3 separate regions of the Mus musculus genome follow, and all the other regions are linked to region 3. The links are chromatin contacts, called in public Hi-C maps. All regions are on one chromosome and are shown on one strand. Each heading gives the region's core, a stretch centred on a gene start, on an enhancer-like site or on the middle of the called end of the contact. The rest is flanking DNA. Distances are from core to core; before and after follow the strand shown.

Region 1 (3,809 bases), core at 348-2,847, 230 kb before region 3:
CCTCAGTGCTCGTTTCCATTGGGCCATTGCTCTGGGTAACACAGCTCCCATGTTTGAACTTCTTCACGGCTTTGGTTAATCATCACTTAATTTAGCTGATAATTAAATTCTGACTTTTATTGCACATTATTATTTATGTGAAATAAGTGATATATCCAATTAAAATCTGGGCTCAGTGGAAAGAGACTTTCTTATAGTTCTGTGTCTGAATGCTGCTAAGTGCAGTATTGCACACAGTGTGAATAACTTCTTTTTAATTGATGAGTTAGTTGATTAAAATAAGCAACTTCACATGCCTACATTATGAATCTAGTATGCATATTATCTAACTTATGTGCTATGTGTTGTCTTAGATTGTAATTATAATTTTGGCTTCTAAAGTCTAATCAGATTTTTGTTACAAAACATGAAATATCCGTTCATGTTCTAAAGTATAAAGAATATTTCATTATCCAAAACTGTGTTTAACCATGGTGTTTCTTTCAGTTTGCATTATTTAAGGAACAGGGATGCATCACCAATGAGTAAACATTCTGGTAGGGGAGAATTCCCCGTGTACCATCATAGCATCTGATCAGTCCTCAAGGCCGACACCTTGCAAGAATAGATCTAGTTTCTATGGAGACGTCGCATCAGTCTTCTATTATTGTGAGAAAAGCAAGTCAGTTTGTTTAATCCCCTTAAAAGAGTATAAGATTAACCTCCAGTGCCTTTAGATAATCATCGTTTGCGTTAGTTTTCAAATACCACAATCCTAAACAAGTGACTAAAGAAGTGTGTGTTGTTCAGGGTTTCATCTTTTGCTGACCATAGTGCTACTGTGCATCTTCAGAAACAAAAACACCTGCTTCTTCTTAAAGGACCAGAGTGTGCTGTGCTCACGTGTCTCTTGTGTGTCTTCTAGAGTTGTGTCATACAGAGTACGTCCAGGAAAATGGAATAAGCATTTAGCTGGCAGGGTTCACTTCCTGTTCAAGATTTAATATGAGTGAACATACATGAAATTAATTTAATTATTATCTGTTTTATGGAGCCTGTTCATCATATTTATGTTTGAGTTTCCAGGAGCATAAAGACTTTGTGTGGGAGTGTTTCCTTTAGAGCAAAGGATCAAATGTATTTGGGGTTTTGAGCCATGAAATGTTTAGTGACCAGCAGGTGTCTCTGTTACACAGCAAAGAAGGCTTTTTAACTTGACCCTATTTCACACCTAAGATCCCTTTTCAATTTCCACAGTTATTTGTTCTACTTTTTATGAAGAATCCTTGTTCTTCTTAAGTCCTTTGTACCAAATCTCTGTTTCTTTTACGTGTGGCATCTAAAATTACTTCTTAATATCTAACCTTCACCCTGCATCTTTGTTTATCAGGTATCAACTTTTAGGATGGAAGGTAGATCAAGATCTTTATTGAGAAACCCTAAGCAGTGAAACGACTGCAAGGCCACACAATTAAATTAAATAAAATGTGTGCATCAAATAAATGCAGCATTGCCCTGTAAAGGAACAGTGAGGCAGCTTGGCACTGTTTCTCTCTCTTTACTAAAAGGCTTAGGAACTAAAAGCTGTAAACAAGAGCTAAGCAACTACAGCTCCTCTCTACCTCCCCACTACACACACACACCACCACACTTTCTCTATGTTGTGTTGACAGTATCTCACTATGTAGCGCAGGCTGGCCTCCAACCCAGCATCTTCTCCTTCAGTTTACCACGTTCTAATAGTACGGGCTTGTGTCACCATGGTTGGCAATGATGTTTTTGTAAACATGCATAATTATATGATTTTTAAATATTTAAATTATATATGTATACATACATATATATACATATATATATACATACACATATATGGAGAAAAGTCTAGTAATACTATATTCAAGTCTTTTTTGCAGACTGTGAGGAGAGGGCCACACTCTAGTTGTCAATAGCATCAACTACTTGCATGTAATTGTCCCAGAGTTTTTCCATTTTAATGATTTTTCTCTTTTTTTTTTTTTTTTTTTTTTTTTTTTTTTTTTTTTTTTTTTTTTTGCTGTTATTGTTCAAGGTTTCCCAAGAGATCCACTTGTGTTTATTCTTTGGAGGAGAGCAGAGTGATTTGTGTGTATGTATCTGTGCTAGAGCTTTTGTATAATTCTGTTCTCTTAACTTTGGCCATGTGCTTTGTTTGTATATGTTCTTGTTTGTGTGAACAGATATTCAGGCTGCTTTAAGGTTTATGAATTATGCTTTGAAAATTATTGGATAAGAATCATCCCCATCAGGATAGAAGTCATTGGAGACATTGGATGGCTCAAGTCTCTGCTTACCTCATGAATTTATACTTTCTCTATGTGGGAGAAATGATCCCATTGCTTATTGGATTTCCAAGAGAATATGAAAATATAAGAAGCTAAGTAGCATGTGTTGCATTTTGCAACTGCTGGTAGTAATGTTTGATAGTATTGATGAACTTCCATAAATAAAATTGCCAATTTTCCTGCATTTAATTTGTTGTCTGCCTTTTGTAACTATTACCTGGCTGTTGAAACACACCATGTAAGGGCTTTTATGAGAGCAAATGTGGGGTTGTGATAAGCAGTTCACATGAACCAATGCAATACCTTGGAAGCTGAAGGTTAGCGACTGCTGATATATGACCCGTAGCTGTCCAGGTGTCTTACTAATTCAAACAGCTATTTGTGGAGAATAAATGTAATTTTGAGCTTTCATGCTCTTGCTGGCATGCTAAGAATGATCAAATTTATACAAAATTTCTTAGTCCACCAGAATGTCTACAGGAAGTCACAGCTGAACACGCTTTGAGGTTGAGTACAATGTTAGTGAGGTAAGGGAGACGGGAGATGGGAGACGGGGCTTCTAGAACAGTTAGCTTTGTTCTCGTTCTATCTCGAGGCATGTAGGCCATACAATTAACTCCATTTAATCATTTGTCAGGCAGATACTGTAAGATAACTGGGTTGACGTTTGTGTACAGATCCATGAATCCTACCACCTAGACAAGTACGTATTTACATCATTTCATATGACAGACAGAGTTTTATATGCAATGCACGATTCAGGAATTTTGAAATAAATCCCTCCTATTCTTATAAAATACAGTATGGACTAAGGCTATGTAAACAAATATATATAGGCAGTGTGAGTGGCACTCAAAACCACTTAAACCCAGGAGTCACTGCCGAGTCACAGCCGTTTAAAATATTTAAGAGCCAATTTAGGAGGCACTCTTAAATCTCTTTGTCTTAAGATCATATAAAAAGCTACTATTCCACAGAAATTATTTCTCCTCCTTAAGAATTTTGAGTTTACACCTCTCCTGATCATATTGAATAAAATCATGTGAATAGTTTGAAATGTTATAACATTTAAAGTAGCTAAAGAAAGTTTGATTTCCGTGTGCTTGTATGTCATATTACTTACCGTTGGTTAATTTTTTTTTCTTTTAAGTAGGAAGGCTGAAAGCATAATGAAGGAGTGTGTGTATGTGTGGTGTGTGTGTATGTGGTGTGTGTGTATGTATGTGGTGTGTGTGTGTGTCTGTGTGTGTGTGTATGTGTGGTGTGTGTTTGTGTATGTATATGTGATGTGTGTGTGTATGTATGTGTGTTGTTTGTGTGTATGTATGTGTGATGTGTGTGTGTGTGTGTGTGTGTCCACACGCATGCGTGCGCACATGTTGGGGATTAGATAATACTTTGAAAATGCCATGGGGAAACAAACTATTTTATAATCTTTTTTAAAATTAAGTCACTCCACTGTTCAAGATAATTCTCCCCACAGAAGCCTTAAACTATCAAACAAAATGC
Region 2 (3,302 bases), core at 359-2,858, 170 kb before region 3:
ACATGGCAGAAAATGAATCTGCACTGAAGGCATCCAAAGTCTAACAGCAGAGGCAAGTCTGAACAGCTAAGAGCTTCAGCGAAGATTGGAGAGTATCCTAGAGATAAAAAGAAGACTTTCTGATCAGTTTAAACGTGATGTGCCCAGATCCCACTGGAAAATCTGAAAGCTGTCTCCCTACAGTAGAGGACAGGGTAATGAGGCAGGAGTGGTAAATTCGTGGACTGGAGAATTAGGTAGAAATGGACCGTTTAAGGCAGGTTAAATGAATGCTTGGATCTCATCCAGAAAGTACATAAGAGGCAAGGAAGGAAGGGTTCTTAAATTGGACTGTTGTATTATCACAGTGGGATTGGAGAATCTCTCTCTGAACAGAGTAGAAAAGATAGAGTGTGGAATTAGAACGATTTTTATGGTGCTATTGATATTGATTTATATATATATATACATATATATAATTAGTATACACACACACACACACACACACATATATGTATATGTGTGTGTATATATATATACTGATGTAGAGGGGGAAAAGGGAAGAGAATACATGTATTGCCTATATTCCATCACTGATATCTGTTGTAACTGGATGAGTGAATGCATGTAAAATATGAGGGAGAAGAAAGTTGATTCTGGATGGATGATGGTATAACCTAGTTCTTTTGGGTAGGTAAGATTGGAGATTCATGTGTAATATATTCAATATATGGGGTTGACATTTATGTGACATAGTAAAATCACTGGGTTCTAATGATTAACTAAATATTTAAACAGAAGATGACCAAGAAGCCATATATCTCAACTTTGCTACAAGTACGAGAATGAAGATTTTAAAAATTCTACTACTAAGGTTGCATTCTGTCTAGATCAACTTAAACAGATTTCAAAATTCCCTGCCTGGATGGCTCCAATGGACACACAAGACAGAGTGTGACGATTTAGTGGCATAGAGCTATTCATTTCAACCATTTTTGTATAATGCAGTAACTTAAAGTGCTTTAAATTTTTCCAAGGCTCAGAAAATATCCTGTTTGAATTAAACTGAAGTACATGAATATTTTGCAACAGTTCTATTGAGAAATAATCAGCACCATACAAGATTTATCATTTGAAGATTTTTTTTTGGTTGTATAGGTGGTTATGTGATGATACATTTACAGGACTATAGGTATATATCAGAGCAAGAAAGTTGTGTCAGATGCCCTAGAGCTTGACTTACACATGGTTGTGAGTCACCAACCATAGGTACTGGGAAAGGAACTCAAGAGTGCTACTGGCTCTTAACCACTGAGCAATCTTTCCAGCTGAGAGTCTGCCTTTTAAAATTAGAAGTTACAGTCTATGACATCATCATATTCCTGGCGTCTCTCTCTTAACACAGTGTTTACAAGGTTCACCTGCTTGTAGTACCGGTACCAGACTCCTTCCACAGCCTTCGTAATTTTCCATTGCAAGATTTTGGCCCATTCATAGGTGGATAGAGATTTGGGTTGTTCTTCATTTTCACAAAGGTGAATAATGTTACTAAGAACTTGTGTGACTATGCTTTGTCATGGGACTTTCTTTTTCAGTTATCTTGTGTAATACCAGGTATTGGAATTGCTGAATCATTTCAAAACTCTGTCTTCACCTCTTCTGGAGGAACTGATAAAGTATGTACACCATTCTACGTTCCTATCACAGCGCATCCAGGTTTTAGTTTTCCCTCTTGCTCAGCATCTTTTCCTTTAATTCTAGCTGTCCCACCTGATTGGAAGTAACATTTTAATGGCCTTCTGATCTGCATCTCCCTAATGTCCAGTGTTATTTAGTGTGCTTTTGTGAACTCTCGGGTCATTCATATATCCACTTTGTAGAAATATCTGTTCAAAATTTTGTCCACTTTTAATTTAAACTTTTAACTTTAATTTTTAATAATGTGAGTTTTCCCTGTTATTGTGGAGTAGCTTGTTGGAATCTACTAGGTGTACTTGTATTTATTTAGTGATATCAAATGTTTATATGTTCCTGCGGATATGTAATGTACATTTTTTTCCTGTACCTTATAGTCTATTTTCACTTGGGATGGAATGTAGACACCATGTGACTGAACAACATTTAAATATCCATTGTCTCCAGTTGGGAGACAGAGCCCAAACAGGACATCTCTTGTCTCCTAACGAAGCTTTCAGTATTTGGATTTGTGTTATAGCTAATTGAGTTGTTGGCCAAACGGATCTCATGGGAATCCCTAAACAAGCTAAGCTGTTGACAAAGCAATAGGTAGCAAGGCACCACTGCTGCAGAAAACACCTATACAAAGAAGTCAGGCTGGTGCCTACATAGAGCTTCCCTGCTAGCTCTAGTTTCTTTGGTATGGAAGGATTCTGAGTGCTATGAAAACAGAAACGTAAACACAAAGCCAGCCACAAAACTTTTGCTCTACAGCTGTGACCAGCCTGTGAGATATGCTTCAGGAAAGGTGACATAAAGCTTATTGAAGTAACCAACCAATACTGATCTGACTTAAGGGCCTGCTCCACGAGGTGAAGCTTATACCAAACATTACTTGGGTGACCAAGAAAGGGACAAGAGAGCCTGTGGATATGGGGGGAAACAAAAGACTTTTCTTATAGAGATAGTTTTTCAAATATGACTCTCTCTGATGACTCTAGCTTGTGCCAAGTTGAGATAAAAATAATCTGGACATTACCTAGACTGCTGTATGTAATCCCAATGGACCTGTTGGTTCTCCAAATTGGACATTGGTAGAATTTTTACTTTGCCCTGTCATTAATTCCCTAGCTCAGAAAAGCAGAAATTTATTCAGGTCTCCTCAGAAAAAGTCTCCTAACATTATTTTGAGGTGTTTGTTTGTTTTTATAGTTTCTTAATGATTGCTTTGAGAATAAAAGTTAATATCTTAACTGCAGGATATTATCCATATAACTATTAACTTATTTTAAGCAGTATATATTATACGTTTGCTTCTATAGCCTGAATCCCTTTCCCTTCCTACCTTTATAATATTATAATACAGTTACACCTTTATTTATTATAAACCCACCACAATGCTTTATGAATATGATTTTATTAAATTGATTTCTTTATAATTTTGTCATTGAAAAATCAAAAGTCTATATTTATAGAGCATGATATATAATGCTGGGCCTCATACATATATTTCAGACCAGTTAACATATGCATCAGCTCATCAACATTTCTGGTGAGAATGTTAAAATCTGCCCTTCTAGTCATTTTGAAATATACAATTCATTGCAGTTAATTTTGGTAAATACACCACTTTGTAACACAGAACC
Region 3 (3,438 bases), core at 724-3,223:
GGTAGCTGCACTCAGATCTCTGAAACCCGTTTGTAGTGAAGTCTCCAGTTTCTGAGTTCACTTTGTAAGCCTGCTCTCATGGCATGGTTTGCAGGTCCTCCACTTGGGATTCTGCTTCATAGAAATGTGTAAGTAAATACATCCTATTCCCACGGTCATTGTAATCTAACCACGGAACTCATTTCCTATCAGCTTTGTCTGATTCTTCTAAGTTCAAGTGAGGCATGAGGCCAAAGACTCCAGAAGATGTCGATGAGGGCAAAAAGGCAGCGATAACAAAATCTTAGGTATCAAGACACTTCAGCATGGGTTTCAGATATTTGGTAAGACACCGGTGTAGACACCCCCATGAAGGCATTCTTTAAGCTGAGATTAACATCTAAGTAAGTAGATTTCTTCACTGATCAATTCGCAGGATGGTGAAGGTGCCAGTACAGTTCAGTGAAGGCAGTATGTAATAATACTTCTGCATAGCAGTGGATAAAACACCTCACAGAAAGAGCTTGAAGGAGGAGAGGTTGAATTTGTCTTTATTTGTAGAATGATCCCTTTACCATGGTAGGGAAGGGATGACAGAGGGGATTGCCTTCATCTGTGGCACTGGAAGCATGAGGTAGCAGTTGTTCACACCTCGAGAGACCATGATGTAAGTAAGATACAGCCAGAATGTTCAGGAATATCCCCTCCTCACAAGGCTGGGGAATCATTGTGGAAAAGCCATTCCTTTCTTTCTTGGCACTTTCCTTTCTTAGCACTTCAGCTGCTACCCAATGCATCCTTGAAAGCTGAAAGCAATGGGCTACACTTAGTAGCCTTAAGACTGATAATGGTGACAGAACGCCTTTATAGATAGGAGAAAGCAAGCAGAAGGCAGAATTATCCTTAAGCTGTCCTTCCTGTGGCCTATAAAATCTTGCTGTTACCTTCTCTGCAATGCACCTTAACCATCAATGGGGTGAACATTCAAGATGTATAGCACATATACTGCTGGTGGCTCCAGACTGAAGCAAAGCTAACTGGCCATGGGAGATTGAACTCCTGACCTTGGCCTCATTACTGCTGAGCTCTAAGCAACTGTTAGACACGCATCATATTGTTTGTCTTTAAAACTGTGCTTGACTCTGTTATATTACTCTCTCCTTAACATCTGGTAGCTGGGAACAATTTAATTGATTTCTCCTGTGTTTTTTATGAGCACAGAATGTCGATGAATGAGTAGTTACAAAATTGAACTTGCATTTTAAAAATATAAGGGAAGAGACACCCCTGACTTATGAAATGTGCAATAGAGCAAATGCACCCACGATGGGCTTTCTTGTTTGTGGTTGTCCCCTGTGGTAGGCATCTCAGACTGAATTGTCAAATATTGCACTATATACCTGGTATTCAAGGCAGTTTGTGGAGAGTCAGACCTTGAGTTTTCTAATGCACATCAACAATAAATCCTATTGCTACATCTTGTCCAGCCTAGGAAAAAAATCAATGCTTTTAGGTAAAGATTGCTGATCACAAATTATTTTGAGCAGCTTTTTTTTTTTTAACAAAACGATATCTAAGCAATGGTGATAGTTTGACTTAAAGCCATTTAGTCAAGGATATTAAATTAAAAAGATTGCTCTGTCCTGGTGTGAGGGCTTGCAGAGAAAGGGAAACGGCCATTAGCATGCAGGGTGCCAGGTGGTTAACGTGCGCAATAACATTTAATCCTCACCACAAACTAAGAAGCAAATCTTTCTATCCACAGTGCTCACAAACTTAGGGTCAGAGTAATTCAATAACATTCCCAAGGACACACAGTTCCCAGCCACGAGTGGGAATAAAACTCAACTCTATTAACTTCATTGCCAGCTCAAGATTTTTTTTATCTGCTGTGGTTCTCCAGATAACAGACTCATTTAGCATATATATTATATTGTTGAATCCTTTCTCTTATCATAAACCCATCCTCCTTGCTTCTCACCTCCCCTAAACACACTCTTCCAATGACCCCTATACTACCCCCATCTCTCTCTCTCTTTCCTCTCTCTCTCTCTCTTTCTCTTGTGCAGTGTGTGCGCACACAGCATTGACATTCATGCTTGTTGCAGAGGCCAAAGAAAAAGTTGATATTTGGGAAGCCAGAACTCTGGCCTTGACTCTGGCATTTTAGCAAAGTCACAAGCCTTAGTTTCCCTTTGAATTCTACCTGCCAGGAGTTTAGAAAACTTTGTGTGTGGTAACTGCTTTGCGATTTATTCTCTATTGCAGTAGTTGCTAAATCCTTTGTCTTTGACATTCTATTCTATATTAATTCATGGAAAGCCTCCTTTACAAAGACTTGACACTTTACAAAGCCATCAATATTGCAGAGGACTTCCCTTATGCCCCTGTGCTAAATGATTGTTTGCCCCTGAAGTAGAAATACTTCCAGTAATTTTCTCAAGATGCAAAGGAGTCCCACCTACTACAAGGCAGCCATCCCCACATTCTGCAGAGGCATGTCTCTCCCAAGCCTTCCTCTATGCAGAGGCCAAAGGCTACAAACCATATTCCAGAGGTTTACTTAGGGATGGAGACTAGACCAGCCATGACTTTGACTGTGAACATTCAGGTAAAATTTGGGAGATCAGATTTGAAAGCAGAGGCACGTCTTGTAGCCATGTTTAGGAAATGGTAGGATATAGCTATGAGCGCCAGATATTAAACTTGAGTTGCAGCTCTGAGATAAACATTCTAAGTATCATTTGGTAGTGGCATCTTTGCAATGAATGTACTCTGAATTCATTTATGAGAGAAGTGGGTTGTCAGGAGTTGGTAAGAACATTGATTATCCATCCTAAAATGGATCCTAAAGTAAGGTGTTTTGGATCTGATGCCAAAGGTCTCAGCACTTGGAGGGGGTCATCAATATGTCCTTTTAATTCAAGTGGAGATAAAACAACTCAAAGAAAGGAATTATAGGTGGATTATATGAATGGAAGAAGCTCCTTTCTTTGTTTTCAGAAAGGCTTGACAGAAAACTGTTGAAGTTTTGCTTTGGAAGGGGTAAGATGACCTTGATGGGCAGCGAAGTGGTCAAATATAAAGTCATCTAAATACAAACGTTGTACCTTAAAAAAATAAAATAAAATAAAAATGGAAATGAGCCATATTTCACTTATCCTATCTCAAACACTGTCAGCAAATAATTCTCACTACCAAGATATATTATGCTTGTTTTTATATATTCTTTGAAATATGTCATATATTTTATACATGCTAGTCCTCTGCATTTAAAGTAACCATTTTTCTCACACTCATTTGGTACCTGTGGCTATATAATTCAGCTTTAAGACAGGAGTGGGGAGCTACAACTAGGTTCGGCTTCATTCTACCCTTTCCATTTTTGTTCTTCAACAAATTTTTGAAAAGCAAAATCCATATCCCGGATGAAGGGCTACACAATATTGGTTGCCTCTG

What was found. A called contact is a pair of places that touch in the nucleus more often than the background predicts.
Region 1: a Hi-C map of the G1E-ER4 cell line shows a contact between it and region 3, with 4 times the contacts expected there. The contact joins two enhancer-like sites. A contact is called at or near these places in 3 of 15 datasets of contacts at CTCF or cohesin (the G1E-ER4 cell line, large pre-B cells and pro-B cells), 40 of 484 Hi-C or Micro-C datasets (the AML12 cell line, B cells, the Ba/F3 cell line and 23 more), 3 of 115 datasets of contacts at active chromatin or transcription factors (CD8 T cells, acute myeloid leukemia and bone marrow-derived dendritic cells) and 1 of 9 other capture datasets (liver).
Region 2: a contact with region 3 is called in a Hi-C map of the G1E-ER4 cell line, with 4 times the contacts expected there. The contact joins two enhancer-like sites. A contact is called at or near these places in 3 of 484 Hi-C or Micro-C datasets (the G1E-ER4 cell line, the HPC-7 cell line and embryonic stem cells) and 1 of 115 datasets of contacts at active chromatin or transcription factors (bone marrow-derived macrophages).

Annotation. Positions count from the first base shown.
Region 1 is chr16:75,778,309-75,782,117 of GRCm38.p6, forward strand. No RefSeq gene overlaps it. Among named protein-coding and RNA genes, the nearest start is that of Hspa13, 13 kb to the left of the region's middle. Within about 2 kb of position 1,598, at least 4 of the 459 cell types and tissues checked have an H3K27ac peak or open chromatin away from gene starts, as enhancers often do. A contact at or near this core is called in the G1E-ER4 cell line, where this site is marked.
Region 2 is chr16:75,836,628-75,839,929 of GRCm38.p6, forward strand. No RefSeq gene overlaps it. Among named protein-coding and RNA genes, the nearest start is that of Samsn1, 71 kb to the right of the region's middle. Within about 2 kb of position 1,609, at least 29 of the 459 cell types and tissues checked have an H3K27ac peak or open chromatin away from gene starts, as enhancers often do. A contact at or near this core is called in the G1E-ER4 cell line, where this site is marked.
Region 3 is chr16:76,003,953-76,007,390 of GRCm38.p6, forward strand. All of the region lies in intron 2 of Gm15555 (predicted gene 15555), which reads left to right. Among named protein-coding and RNA genes, the nearest start is that of Gm15555, 4.9 kb to the left of the region's middle. Within about 2 kb of position 1,974, at least 5 of the 459 cell types and tissues checked have an H3K27ac peak or open chromatin away from gene starts, as enhancers often do. A contact at or near this core is called in the G1E-ER4 cell line, where this site is marked.